2 separate regions of the Mus musculus genome follow, and region 2 is linked to region 1. Evidence: chromatin contacts called from public ChIA-PET data. All regions are on one chromosome and are shown on one strand. The core of a region is the stretch at or near the end of the contact, and the rest is flanking DNA. Distances in the headings are between cores, read along the strand shown. Region 1 has its middle 16 kb from the start of Pofut2. Region 2 overlaps Itgb2 (integrin beta 2).

The links. ChIA-PET counts read pairs in DNA pulled down with a chosen protein or histone mark.
Region 2: a contact with region 1 is called in an RNA polymerase II ChIA-PET map of effector CD8 T cells, with 24 read pairs. The contact joins two enhancer-like sites. A contact is called at or near these places in 4 of 39 promoter capture datasets (Sertoli cells, cranial neural crest, hippocampal neurons and 1 more), 6 of 115 datasets of contacts at active chromatin or transcription factors (bone marrow-derived dendritic cells, bone marrow-derived macrophages, craniofacial prominence and 3 more) and 3 of 9 other capture datasets (adipose tissue, liver and pancreatic islet).

The regions. Positions count from the first base shown.
Region 1 is chr10:77,271,716-77,278,185 of GRCm38.p6, forward strand. No RefSeq gene overlaps it. Among named protein-coding and RNA genes, the nearest start is that of Pofut2, 16 kb to the left of the region's middle. Within about 2 kb of position 1,851, at least 41 of the 459 cell types and tissues checked have an H3K27ac peak or open chromatin away from gene starts, as enhancers often do. A contact at or near this core is called in effector CD8 T cells, where this site is marked.
Region 2 is chr10:77,533,769-77,540,116 of GRCm38.p6, forward strand. The region is part of intron 1 of Itgb2 (integrin beta 2); the gene reads left to right. Among named protein-coding and RNA genes, the nearest start is that of Itgb2, 6.6 kb to the left of the region's middle. Within about 2 kb of position 3,248, at least 113 of the 459 cell types and tissues checked have an H3K27ac peak or open chromatin away from gene starts, as enhancers often do. A contact at or near this core is called in effector CD8 T cells, where this site is marked.

The DNA.
Region 1 (6,470 bases), core at 601-3,100:
CTCATGGGGTGACAAGAGGCTCCTTAGGACCACCTGGCCTTTCTGTGAACAATGAGCCTGGAGGGCCTCCCAACCGGACCTAATTCTAAATTATTCTACCATGTCTCTTGGCACTGCCAACTTCACAGCAAAGGACACTGGGTGAACACATGCCCAAACACAGCAAGAGCTAAACTTAACACCGTCCTCAGATCCATGCCAGACAGCATGCCAAGCTCCTCATAGTATCACTGCCATCATGGTTATGGAGTGGGGCGCTTCAAGACCACGGGGGCCGTGTCCACCTTCTACCTGAGCCGTCCATCCACCATCAGGGACTTATGTAGATGTCCTTGCTGCCAGCTGTTAAAGACTTAGGAGGGCAGGGACCCAGTATACTCAGTCACAGAACCTAGACAGGTCCCAGAACAACAGGAAGCCACTGGGGACTCCAGGGGGACAAACATATGCGGCAGATGACAGACCACAGCCTCAAACAAAAATTACATCTGTAACTGGAGCTCCAAGGTGGAGTGCAGTACTGTCCACTCTCCACTGTCCTTGGCTCACAGGGGGTATAATCTCCCAGTCTCTACAGAGCCATCCCTGTGCCCAGTCTCCTTCATAACAGCATAGTCGTGTTGGATTTGGCTTGCCCTGGGGACCTTAGTGTACGGAGTCACTTCTCTAACAGCCCCATTTCCAAACAGAACCATGTTCAGATTTACCAGGTTAGGGCTGAGTTCAGCATTCGAGTTTGAGAAATCACTGAGGGGCTGGAGAGAGATGGCTCAGCAGTTAAGAGCACTGACTGCTCTTCCAGAGGTCCTGAGTTCAATTCCCAGCAACCACATGGTGGCTGGCAACCATCTGTAATGGGATTCAATGCATTCTTCTGGTGTGTCCGAAGACAGCTACAGTGTGCGCATATAAATCAATCAACCAATCAACCAACCAATAAATCAATCATTGAGCCCCGATTCCTTACATTGCCTGCCTATCACTCCTGATTTCCTGAAGTCAGAGCTGACCTCAGATAGCCTCCTCAGAGCCATCTCACCCTAGAGGACAGAGTAGCCAGTCCACTGGGCCTGGAGCCCACATGGCAGGGAGAGTCACAGGGGTAGTTTGGTCAAGGTCATGTATGGCAAGTTTGTAGCAGGACATGTACCAAGGTGGGACAGAGATATTTCTGAGACATGGTGTCCAGGGCATGGCTGGATAGCTAGGGCCACTGCTTTTATTCCCCATCTGCCCTCTGGGAGTCCACTAGGAGGGCAGGGGACGAGGTCTATGGGGAAGGCTGAGCTGGCGTGACCCTGGCTGGACTGGAGCCTGCCTCTCTTCAGAAGTAAGCCAAGGCAGTATGAATTCAATGACCTGGTTGCTAGCTTCAGGGAGAAGTGGAGGGGGACAGAATGGGCAGGAAACACACTTGGGGACTGTCTCGAGTCACACCTTGGCTGGTGCCAGCACCATCTGTCTCAGTGATGGCAGCCATTACCTCTTGCTGCCGCATCAGCTAACTAATGGGAGGCTGGAGGCTGCAGTAAATGGCCTGTGACAAATTCAACCCTCGGCACTGAAGAGAGAGGCCTTGGCGGGAAGAAGCAGGGCTCCCTTATCTTCTCTTTGGCAGTTCTCGTGCCACACAAAGGGCTGGCAAGACTTTAGACCTGCAGGACACATGGCGCTATGGGCTCTCCCCACATCAAAAGAAGCACAGGAAGAGCCCTGCAACCCCTAGGAGTCTGTGGGTGACAGCACCTCCAACCCGCCAGTTTCAGAACCTGTCTGCTCTTGAGAAAGGCTAAGTGGGTTTGCAGAGGAAGCCCCAAACAGGGCCATGGGCCCTCAGACAAAGACGAATCCATCCTGTGGGAGTGGCAAGTCTAGGATGGGGTAGGAGAGGGGGGGTCTGTTACCCTCTCTGACTCTCCTTTGCCTCAGGGAATGGCAAGGATGAATGAACACGAGTTCTGTGGCTTTAGTGCCTTTGTGAAGGGTAATGAGAGACAAAGGTGTGGTGGAGATAAAGGCCAAGGCTGAGGAAATGAACTTCAAAGGGTCTGGAAGTTTCAGTGACTCACTGTGGAGATGGGGCTCCCCACAGAGGACCTCCATACCTGGGAACCCCAGCAGGGCCATTTGAAACCCATTTTGGACACAAGACTATGTTGGGAGGACTGAGAGGGCTCCCCACAGCTGAAACTATGAAGAAAGTGGCCCCCAGAGTGACTGGGTAGGTTCCTCACAGGTTCCTGGCTGAGCAAGCCCTAGAAAAGTGGCAGGAGATAGTGCCTGTGTGTGCCAAGGCAGGCTGGCAGCACTCTGGGGGACAGTGAATGGAGTGGGGGTGGAGTGGGACTGGAGCACAGGAAGGGGCCAGGGTACTCTGGGCATTAACCTCACTTCTGGACAGGGGGACAAGAGAGAGAGGAGAGGAGTGGGAGGAGAGGAGAGACAGACAGACAGATAGACAGACTTGCTTGCAATCCCCCTCTCTTCAGGTGCTGGGCAAGCACTCTAGCACTGAACTAAATCCCCTCTGAGAGAATTCCTAACCAAAGGGCATTTTGAAGTAGAATAGAAAATGGTCCCAGGCTGGAGAGATGGCTCAGCAGTTAAGACCACAGGCTGCTCTCTTCCAGAGGTCCTGAGTTCACTTCCCAGCAACCACATGGTGGCTCACAACCATCTGTCATGGGATCTGATGCCCTCTCCTGGTGTGTCTGAGGACAGCTACAGTATACTCACATAAAACAAATACATAAATTAAAAAAGAGAGAGAGAGAGAGAGATTTATTTTTAAAAAACGCCCTCACCTGCCCTTCCCCCCCAAATCAATAAATTCCCAAATGACCGGTCTCAAGTCATGGCAGAAAAAAACCCCACAAATCCTCTGGAGGAGTCCATCCTCAAATGTCTTGTGTAATTCTATAGAGATTGGGAGGTCGTGTGCGTGGCTTACGGACACACGCACAGCACTGCAGAAAGCAAGAGGTTGCAGCAGCGCTAAGGAGACTTTGATGGCCGTGTCTACAGAAGTAACAGAGGGTACTGAAGCAGGCAACCTCCAGAATGAAAATATAATGGCTCCTTAGCGATTCAAATAGCCAAACAGAAAACTCAGTGCCTAAGGAGTAGCTGGTGAACCGAGGGTACCACGGGGCTCAACACAGAAAGCCACAGACGCAAGAGGCAAGAGAGGCGGAAGGACCAGGTGACAGAATCGAAAGGTCCATGCTATCTAATGAACATTCTAGAAACGTTCTAGACATTACTCTTCATGTTCAGAAGACTGAGGAACCCCAAGAGGTGAGATGTAATTCAACCTTGGAGGGCTGCAGGAAAGCAAGCTGCGGGAGCAAAGGTGGCTCTAATCGCCGGAGAAGCTGACCAGCGGCATCCTGACACCACGGGGCCAGGGACCAGAGGGTGGAATATCTACAGATAGTTCTGCCACAGGTCAGTGACTGTCTCCCTGGCTGTGTGTGTGCGGCCAGCAGCATCCTTCACAGATGGCAGCACAAAGATTCTCCAAGACAATGAACCCCTACAGTGTTCACCATGAACACCAGCCTTTACAGACTCAGGGTGGAAGATGACCACAGAGCGACGGTGAAGGCAGGCAGAACGAATAGTGAACTGCACCACATGTAGTCGGCCATTGCTTTCTACTCCGCTCCACGTTCATTCCTTTGCATGTGAGAAAGGAAACTCTCCTGTTTTGATTTTTTTGAGACAAGGTTTCTCTGTGTAGCTCTGGCTGTCCTGAAACTTGCTCTGTAGACCAGGGTGGCCTCAAACTCAGAGATCCACTACCTGTCTCTGCCTCTGCCTCTGCCTCTACCTCCATCCTCTGGCCTCTGGCCTCTGGCCTTTGCCCTCTTCCATGTGAGATTCTTTTTGCTCTGCCTCGAGTGCTAGGATTAAAAGCATGTGCAACCATCACCCAGAAACTTACTTGTCTGAGGTGTGTCAGGTAGTGACTTTAGTTGAACTAACCTCTCTCTCTCTCTCTCTCTCTCTCTCTCTCTCTCTCTCTCTCTCTCTCTCTCTCTGTCTGTCTCTCTCTCTCCTTCTCCCCTTTTGAGACAGGGTATTGCTATGTAGTCATGACTGCTCTGGTCTGGAACCCTGGAACTCCCTATGTAGTTCAGGCAGGCTGGCCTCGAACTTACAGAAATCCACCTGCTTCTGCCTCCTGAGTGCAGGGATTAGAGGCGTTTGCCACCATGACTGGCTAGTTTATGAAATTTTGATGGCCTAAAGTCTTGATTGTTTTTGAGCTACCTATGACACAATTCCATGCTTGAGAGGGGGTTGCTTTAGAGATCATTACTTTTTGGAAAGGCATAACAAAAATCATAAAGATGTGAACATGCAAATACTGTGAACCAGCAATTCTGTCCCTGGGACTTCAGCCTAAGAAATATAACCTGGGGAGCTGGAGAGGTGGCTCAGCGGTGAAGAGCACTGACTGCTCTTCCAGAGGTCCTGAGTTCAAATCCCAGCAACCACATCAAGTGACTCACAACCATCTGTAATGGGATCTGACGCCGCCCTCTTCTGGTATTCATAGACATAAAATAAACAAAAAAGAAAAGAAAGAAAAAAAGAAATGAAATCTGGCTTGTATACTCACTAATTTAAAAGTTATACAGGATGTTGCCATTGCTTTTAGGTACCCATCATAACTCGATGGTAAGACCCTACTGCTGAAGACATGACTCTTCTTAGATGCGGGACAAAGAGAGACCAGCCTCTTCTGGTGAGCTGAGGCCTACTCCATGGGAGAGATTTCATGCCTGGTTCTGTAGGGAAACCTGCTATTGCTACATGTGATGGTTTGTATATTCTTGGACCAGGGAGTGGCACCATTTGGAGGTGTGGCCTTGTTGGAATAGGTGTGACCTCGTTGGAGTAGGTATGTCACTGTGGGTGTGGGTATAAGACCCTCACCCTAGTTGCCTGGAAGTCAGTCTTCCGCTAGCAGCCTTTGGATGAAGACATAGAACTCTCAGCTCCTCCTGCACCATGTCTGCTTGGATGCTGCCATGCTCCCACCTTGATGGTAATGGACTGGTCCTTTGAACCTGTAAGTCAGCCCCAATTAAATGTTGTTTTTTATAAGACTTGCCTTGGTCATGGTGTCTGTTCACAGCAGTACAACCCTAACTAAGACACTACATTACTGTTATTGCTATGTTATATGGACATGCTATCAAATTACTTTCTAAATGATTATGCTTATACCCATAAGTTTGTGTTGTTTTCAGCTCTTGTCAGAGAAGGGTCTAAAAAGAAATAGAAGCTAAAAAAGAAAAGTAGCAGCAGAGAGAGAGAGAGAGTCAGACAGACAGACAGACTTATAGACTTATATCTGGTCAAAGTGCTAAGTATGCGTAACTGTGCCTGACACATCTGTTTGAAACTGGCCCCATCCAAGGTGGAGAGAGCATGCATGGCAGAAGAGTGGTCAGAGTGTAAGTGCTCACAGTTGAAGAGCAGATTTCTCGTGACACTGTTGCTGCACAGATAACCACAGCAGCTGTGGCTACAGCACAAGCCCTGCACAAGATCAAGCCAGTCAAAAAGACGACAGGGATGGGGGAGGGGCAGAGGGGCAAAGTTAGCAGTTGACGGTTGTAGAGAAACTCTCTTCTGTGGACGTTTCCCATGCCCCTGTGGCTGGACTCACACCCATGTACATGTGGACAAGACTAACTGGACCCAGGGGGTTATTAATAACAATAGCATCATCAACAACAAATTGGGGACATGGATTTGGGATGGTACTGGGGGTGCATGCTAGGATGGAATCTTCAAGGAATAAATAAAATATTAAAACAAAAAGACTCTCAGTGTAATATCCAAAATGAATTCAAGACCACCCAGTACCTTCCCCCTTCAAAAAAGACTTTCCAAACTGTACTAGCAGGCAAAGTGCAGAGCCAGATAAGGAAGCTGGCTGACTAAACAAATGTAAAAACATAGTTTTAGCAGTCAAAATGATTAAGCCTGAAGCTACCAAAATAATATTAGCTCTTCTCAGAGAAATAACCATAACAAGATTAGCAATTCTCCTGAATTCTGACAAAGACCACAAACCACCCTGACCTTGTTTCGAGAATTCCCCTGACGTTAATAGCTGTGATGTTAATAGCTGATCCATAAGCTCAAAATGTACTACTGCTTTGCTGACCAAATCATAATAACCCACCATAAGGGCAAGCAAAGTGAGTCACTAGGCCAGAGGGTTACTTAGTCACTATACAAACCAACCAATGCCTAAAAGGGTTACTTACTACACCAATGAGAAGCCTGTTGCTCAAGTCTGCCTCTTACAAAGGTATAAAAAGTGTGTTCTTTCTTTGTTCTGGGTCTCTCCTCTGGCCTGCATGCTGAGAGGGGAGTCCCCAACATGTTGGATCAATAAAAATCCTCATGCGGTTTGCAGCAATGGCGGCAATCTCTGTGGTCTTTGT
Region 2 (6,348 bases), core at 1,998-4,497, 260 kb after region 1:
AATGTCCAGCCCCATGTTAGAACCAGTGTTTGGGCTCTGTAGCTCAGCCACATAGACACGGAGGGCCACCTGTGCAGAATCCTTTGCCTCCGTTGAGAGGAAACAGAGTGGCCTGTCTGTGAAACCCATGCAGCTGGGCCTAGGTCTAGAAGTATCAGCTCTAGGGCGGAGCCAATGTGTACATAACTTGCTGCTGTGTCTGGTTCTGGGGCTTAGGTGACAGGCTGGTCCTCTTGGAGCAAACCCACAGACTGAGGCCAGGCATAGGTTAATAGAGACACAGGCTAGCCCACATGCTGGTGTGATCTCCATTACTGTTTCTGGAGAACCACTGTCCACTTCCAGAAGCTAGCCCTGACACCCGTGGGCCTTCCATAACAGGGTCCCTACCAGTGATTCATTGCAACCAGTTATGGCCTATGTGCAAGAGATATGGACATGGGCGTGCCAGGCCTCTATGATGCTCAGATCCGGCCTGTGAGAGATGTAGGGACTTCAAGGCCTCGATGCTGCTGCTTTCAAGGCAGAAGTCTCAAATGGGCAAGGATCTCCCTGAGCTCCAGGGTCTAAGGATGCTCATGGTCAGTTCCCAAGGGAAGCCATCAACGGTGCCCTGGGGTGCTGTTTGGAATGGTGGGAGCTTTGGAACATTCAGAAACTCAGCCAGGGCGGGGGCAAGACACAGGAAAATTAAGCCTATGAATCTCTGAGAGCAGCCTGGATATCCCAGTCCACGGCCCTGAAGAGACCAGCAAGCGCTTACAGCTAGCAAAGGTCTGATGAGCAGGTTCCCATAGCAGTGTGAGGTCACCATTCTTCCTCTTCCCGAGGTCACGATGGAACTCTCCTCTCCTCAGGAATGTTGGCAGTGGGGACAGAAACATCAATCGCTTGGGGGACTGTAAGAGGCAATTTCCCATAGTGTGTTCACCAGAGCTTTTAAGTCGGCTCTGTGCACAGTTATGATACAAAGCTGGAAACTATAGACCGACTATGAAGGAGCCTGAAGGCACGGGGATGATGCTACCCACAAGACCTGGCATGTTTTGATCCATGGCTTTTTCTTTTTCCCTTCCATTTGCTCTCACTGTGAGAATGAGTTGCTCCAGCGGCTGTCCGTGCTATGCCGCTGCTGCGCCAGATCCCACAGGAAGGGCATCATGAATGTTAAAATGGTGACGCTGCCACCTTCCATTTGTAAGCTACTCCAGAAATGTCCCAGTTTTGATGGGCATCCCACGTCCCTCGGCCTCTGTGTTCTGCCTGTTGAATGCTTCTCTGAGTTCACAGTCCACGCTTCTCTGAAGGCTCACCTTCTGTCACTAGCTTCTCGAATTCTTTTAGAGAGGAAACTTAGCATTCGCTGTTTACACTAGAATTAGCGGTTATCTCCGTAGAGTGTATTATGCATGGAATGGTTTCTTCTAACAGTGTCTTCTTGGTTGTTTTCCTTTAGATTTTGTACACACATTTCTTTACCATAAGGCACACAGCCTTGTCTTATCTTTTTTCCATTGTATCTTTAGTGGGTTCTGTTGAAGACAGGCTTTTAATGTAGCCCAGGTTGGCTTCAAACTCACTCAAGAGTGACCTTGAACTTCTGATCCCCTGGCCTCAATCTCTGCTTGATTTTTCTAAAACTGAGTTATACAGATTCCTCTTCATTCTGTGTGTGTGTGTGTGTTTGTATGTTTTGAGTATATTTGTTTGTGTGTGTATTTGTGTGTGTGTGCTATGTGTGTTTGTATATTTATGTGTATGTTTTATGTGTGTGTAATTGTTTGTATGTGTGTATTTGTGTGTGTATGCTATGTGTGTATGTGTTTTTGTGTATTTATGTGAGTGTATAATTGTTTGTGTGTATTTGTGTGTGTGTGTATTTGTGTGTGTGTGTATTTTGTGGTTTTTGTGTATATATGTATATTTGTGTGTGTGTGTGTATGCGTTTGTGTGTGTGTGTTTCTTTGGGTGTTTGGGTGGAAGCCCGAAGACCTCAGCTGTCATCCTCAAGAACCACTACCTCCTTTGAAACAGTCTCTCCCTGGAGCTAACAGCTAGCCCATACTGGCTGGCCAACAAGTTCCAAGGATCTGTCTGTTTCTATCACCTGTTTTGAAATTACAAGTCTCTCTCCCCCCCCCCCCCCCCCCGCTCCTTTCTTCTTTTCCTTTTTTTTTTTTTTTTTTAAACAACATGTGTTCTGGGATTGAAATCTGGGTCCTTATACAAGTGTTTTACCAACATTTACTCTCCCAACTACTCTCATTCTAATGTGACCACAGCAACAGCACCAGAGCCCTGGCTGGGCCACACTAGATCACCATAGACAGCAGGACGCCTCTTGTATACTGACATGTCTGTAAGGATGCTTGGAGTTTCCCTTAAGACTTGGGACTTTTCATTGCGTTGTTTTTCTATTCATTTTAATGAATTAATTAACATGTGTACTCATTTATTATTTGAAAGGGTCTCACTTTCTAGTTATGGCTGTCCTGGAACTCACTATGTAGACCAGGCTGGCCTTGAGCTCACAGAGATCCACTTGCTTCCGCCTCCCAAATGCTGGCATTAAAAGGCTTGTCCCACTACGCCCAGCTTATTGCCGTGTTTTAAATTGCTTTAGAAAGGAGTCTCATTTAACTCCATTTGGCCAGTAGCCTCAGCCCCCAGTATCCCTGGACTCCACCAATCATAAGTACCACTGCCACCATGTTTCTTCATCACTTGTGAAGTTTTCTTCGCAGGCAGGCTCTGAGGGTTTTCTGAGTTCCTCGATCAGTATCCTCCCTAATCAGTGCTCCCTCTCACCCCTCTTCCCTAATCAGTGCTCTCTCTGACCCCTTTGGCTTTTTGTTCCCTGTCTGCCTGGACCCCTAGGAACCCAGCTACCCCATCCGTTCCCATAGGCCCCTAGTCCTGATTAGCTTAGTCAATTTTACACAGCAGTTAGTCAATTGAGGAACTTTCTGGATCAGACCATCCCGTGGGTATGTCTGTGGGGTAATGTCCTGATGATTAATGGATGCAGGCGGGCCCAGCCCACAGGGTGGAGCACCAGTCTCTGGGCAGGTGGTCACAGGCTATGCAGAAAGCTAGCCGAGTGTAAGCCCGTGGGAGGGTGAGCCATTAAGCTGCGCTCCTCCATTCTTTTTACTTCAAGTTTCTAGTTGACATCCTGCCCTGACTTCCCTCCGTGATGACTGTGAGCTGTAAGCTGAAATAACCTTTCTTCCCCTAACTTGCTTGTGGTCAAAGTGTTTTATCATAGCAACAAAAAGGGAACCGGAACAAACCTTGTCCCTGTGCCTGCCCAGAGCTCAGAGTCCTAGAGCCGGCTGCTCCCTCTATTCCTGTGGTCCCTTGTCCTCTGTCCGGAGCTACTTGATCCCCGAATAGAGTTCCACCACCCTTGAGCCCATCTGCCCCTTGTGGATGTGCCAAAGGCAGAAGTGACTCCATCTTGACACTGGGCCTTGGTGAAAAAGTTCAAGACTAGGCTGTGATTCCCTGTGATTTATTTTTTGTTTTCCTGAGACAAGGGTGGCCCTAGGACTCCATCTAGTCTCCCATAAACTACACTTAGGCTCAGCCAGTCTTCACCTAGGCCACCCCGTGTTGTTCTTAGCCAGGAGCCTCTGACGGGACAGGAAGCCACCCACCACCAGCCTTCTGTTACATTCACTCCACCTCTGCTGACTTTCTTACATCACCATCTGCTCTGTGTGTGTGTCTGTCTGTCTGTCTGTCTCTCTGTGTGTGTGTGTGTGTGTGTGTGTGTGTGTGAGAGAGAGAGAGAGAGAGAGACAGACAGACAGACAGATACACACAAACACACACACACAAAGAGAGAGAGAGAGAGAGAGAGAGAGAGAGGTTTCATGCCCCTTCAGCTGGCTTTGAACTCACTATGTACGTGAGAGGGTGACTGACTTTAAACTCCTGGTCCCAAGTGCTAGGATTACAGTTGTAGGTCACCACACCCTGCCCAAATTACCTTTTGTCTCTTGTTTCCTCTTTTGCCATGTGTATTTCCTTCTTCTCGGGGACGTGTTAGGATGTGGATACTTTCCCATCACAGAACCCGGGTGCTTTATCCGTCATGAAGTGGGGTCTTTATTCACTCCTCTGTTGAATGCCATAGTCCCCAAGGGAATCCTCAGGGAAGAACAACCCAGACCTTACAAGGTTAGGGGCCTGCTGATCTTCACCACTTCCTGGGTTGCACCAGCACTTGCCAAGCAGATGGTAGAGATCGGGGTGTCTCTGGTGCATAGTTCTGACAGCTACTCGGGCTGGGTTTCTCAGGAGGCTTCTGTATAAAGTTGCATCTCATGACTTGTTGAGGATACGTGCCTGAAGATCCAAAAAGCCCCAGTGATGTCCAAAAGCTAGAGGAGACACGGCAGAGCTGCAAGGTAGCCAGGAGGACAGCATCCACCACTGGGCATTTTTACTTACCTTTGACCTCGTGCCTGTTCTGGTGGTACAGTGAGTTCCAGGGAGCTGGGAGCTACTGTCACCAGACGGCCATTTGCTGGCTGTCAGGTTAAGTGGAGGGGGCAGCAGTTAAAGTATCAGACACTGAAATTCAAACCTGTCCTTCAGAGCACAGGTCCCACGTGCCCTAGGCCAACAGGTCCTGTTTCAGTGATAGGGCCCTAAGAGGGAGGGTTCAGAGATGAGAAGATAAAGAAGATAGGAAATCTGAGGTCAAGAGGTCATGCACAAGCTCATGATTGATGCCAAGCAAGTTTATTAAGAAGTACATCCAGCTGGGTGATGGTGGTGCACACCTTTGATTCCAGCACTCGGGAGGCAGAGGCAGGCAGATCTCTGAGTTTCAGGCCAGCCTGGTCTACAAAAAGAAGAAGAAGAACATCTTACATACAGTTTATTTTAAAGAGTTATTTATTTATTTACTTATTTATTTATTTATTTATTTATTTATTTAATGTATATGAGTACACTGTATCTGTACAGATGGTTGTAAGCCATCATGTGATTGTTGGGAATTGAACTCAGGACCTCTGCTCACTCCAGCCCCGCTCACTCTGGCCCAAAACTTTATTTTATTATTGTATGTAGGTACACTGTAGCTGTCTTCAGACATACCAGAAGAGGGTGTCAGATCTCATTACGGATGGTTGTGAGCCACCATGTGGTTGCTGGGATTTGAACTCAGGACCTTTGGAAGAGCAGTCAGTACTTTTAACTGCTGAGCCATCTCTCCAGCCCTTATATACAGTTTTTAAGGGAGAAGTAGGACAGTGTCTGAAAACAACAACAACAACAACAACAACAACAAACCTATCATATAGTGGGACTAAGCCGTGAAAAGCTAATCAAGCAATGTTGTACCAGGGGAAAATGGGATATCTCAAGGACATCAGACTGAGCACACAGCAGACCTTGCTACTGATACTAATACCCATAGCTTTAGAGTGACAAGAGTTGACTTCTTGGGATGAAGCCAGAAATTCCCAAGGCCCCCAGACTGTTGCCAGCCCTGATAAGCATATTCCAGGCTCTAGACAAGAGACTATGTGTTTTTTCTCCAAACATCAGGGCTTCAGGGAAAGCCGTGGATGGTCCTAGCTCGAACACCCACGATCTGCTCCAGTTACACAAAGGAAACGGAGGCAGAAAGAATTAGAACGGCTTTGTTCTCTTGGGGTTCTATGATGCTGGTTTCGCTCAAAGCCCCAGAACTGGCCAGGCAGACCTTTCCTTGTGCTGACTCCCACAGAGACAGGAGCTGGCTGCCAAGGAGCTCAGGACCAGACTCCTTTTAGTTCCTGGACCTTGATCTTCATCCATCCACCTGCCAAGCTCAGGCCACTATCATTGTCTGGGGTCTTCTGTGGGACACAGTGGGCCCAGGTGGAGCTAGACCCACTCTCTACACCCTGGACAAGGAGCAGGAGGTGGCTACCTTGGCCACCACCCATTTCTGATGATGTTTCAAGGTCAGGGAAGTGTGGTCTGTGGGTTGATCTTGTAACTAAGTTGAACTCGTGTGTGTGTGTGTGTGTGTGTGTGTGTGTGTGTGTGTGTGTGTGCTTGCATGCTCATGCACATAGGTATATATAATATGACACTCAGCCCTCTATCCTGATGCTGCTTGGAGCTTCTGTTTCCCCATTTGGAGAACTGAGTTTGAATACTGACTTTCATGGCTGTTTGGCGGGGGGGGGGGGGGGGGGATCCCAGAAGCACCGTGCCTGTGACCTGGAAGGGCTCTCTCTGCCCCCCTCCCCACAGCAGCCTCAGAAAGGGGGCTGTTCCTGATTGGATTTGCAATGCCAGCATGCAGATCTCAGGGACCTGGGTCAGGCCCCCAGGTCAGCC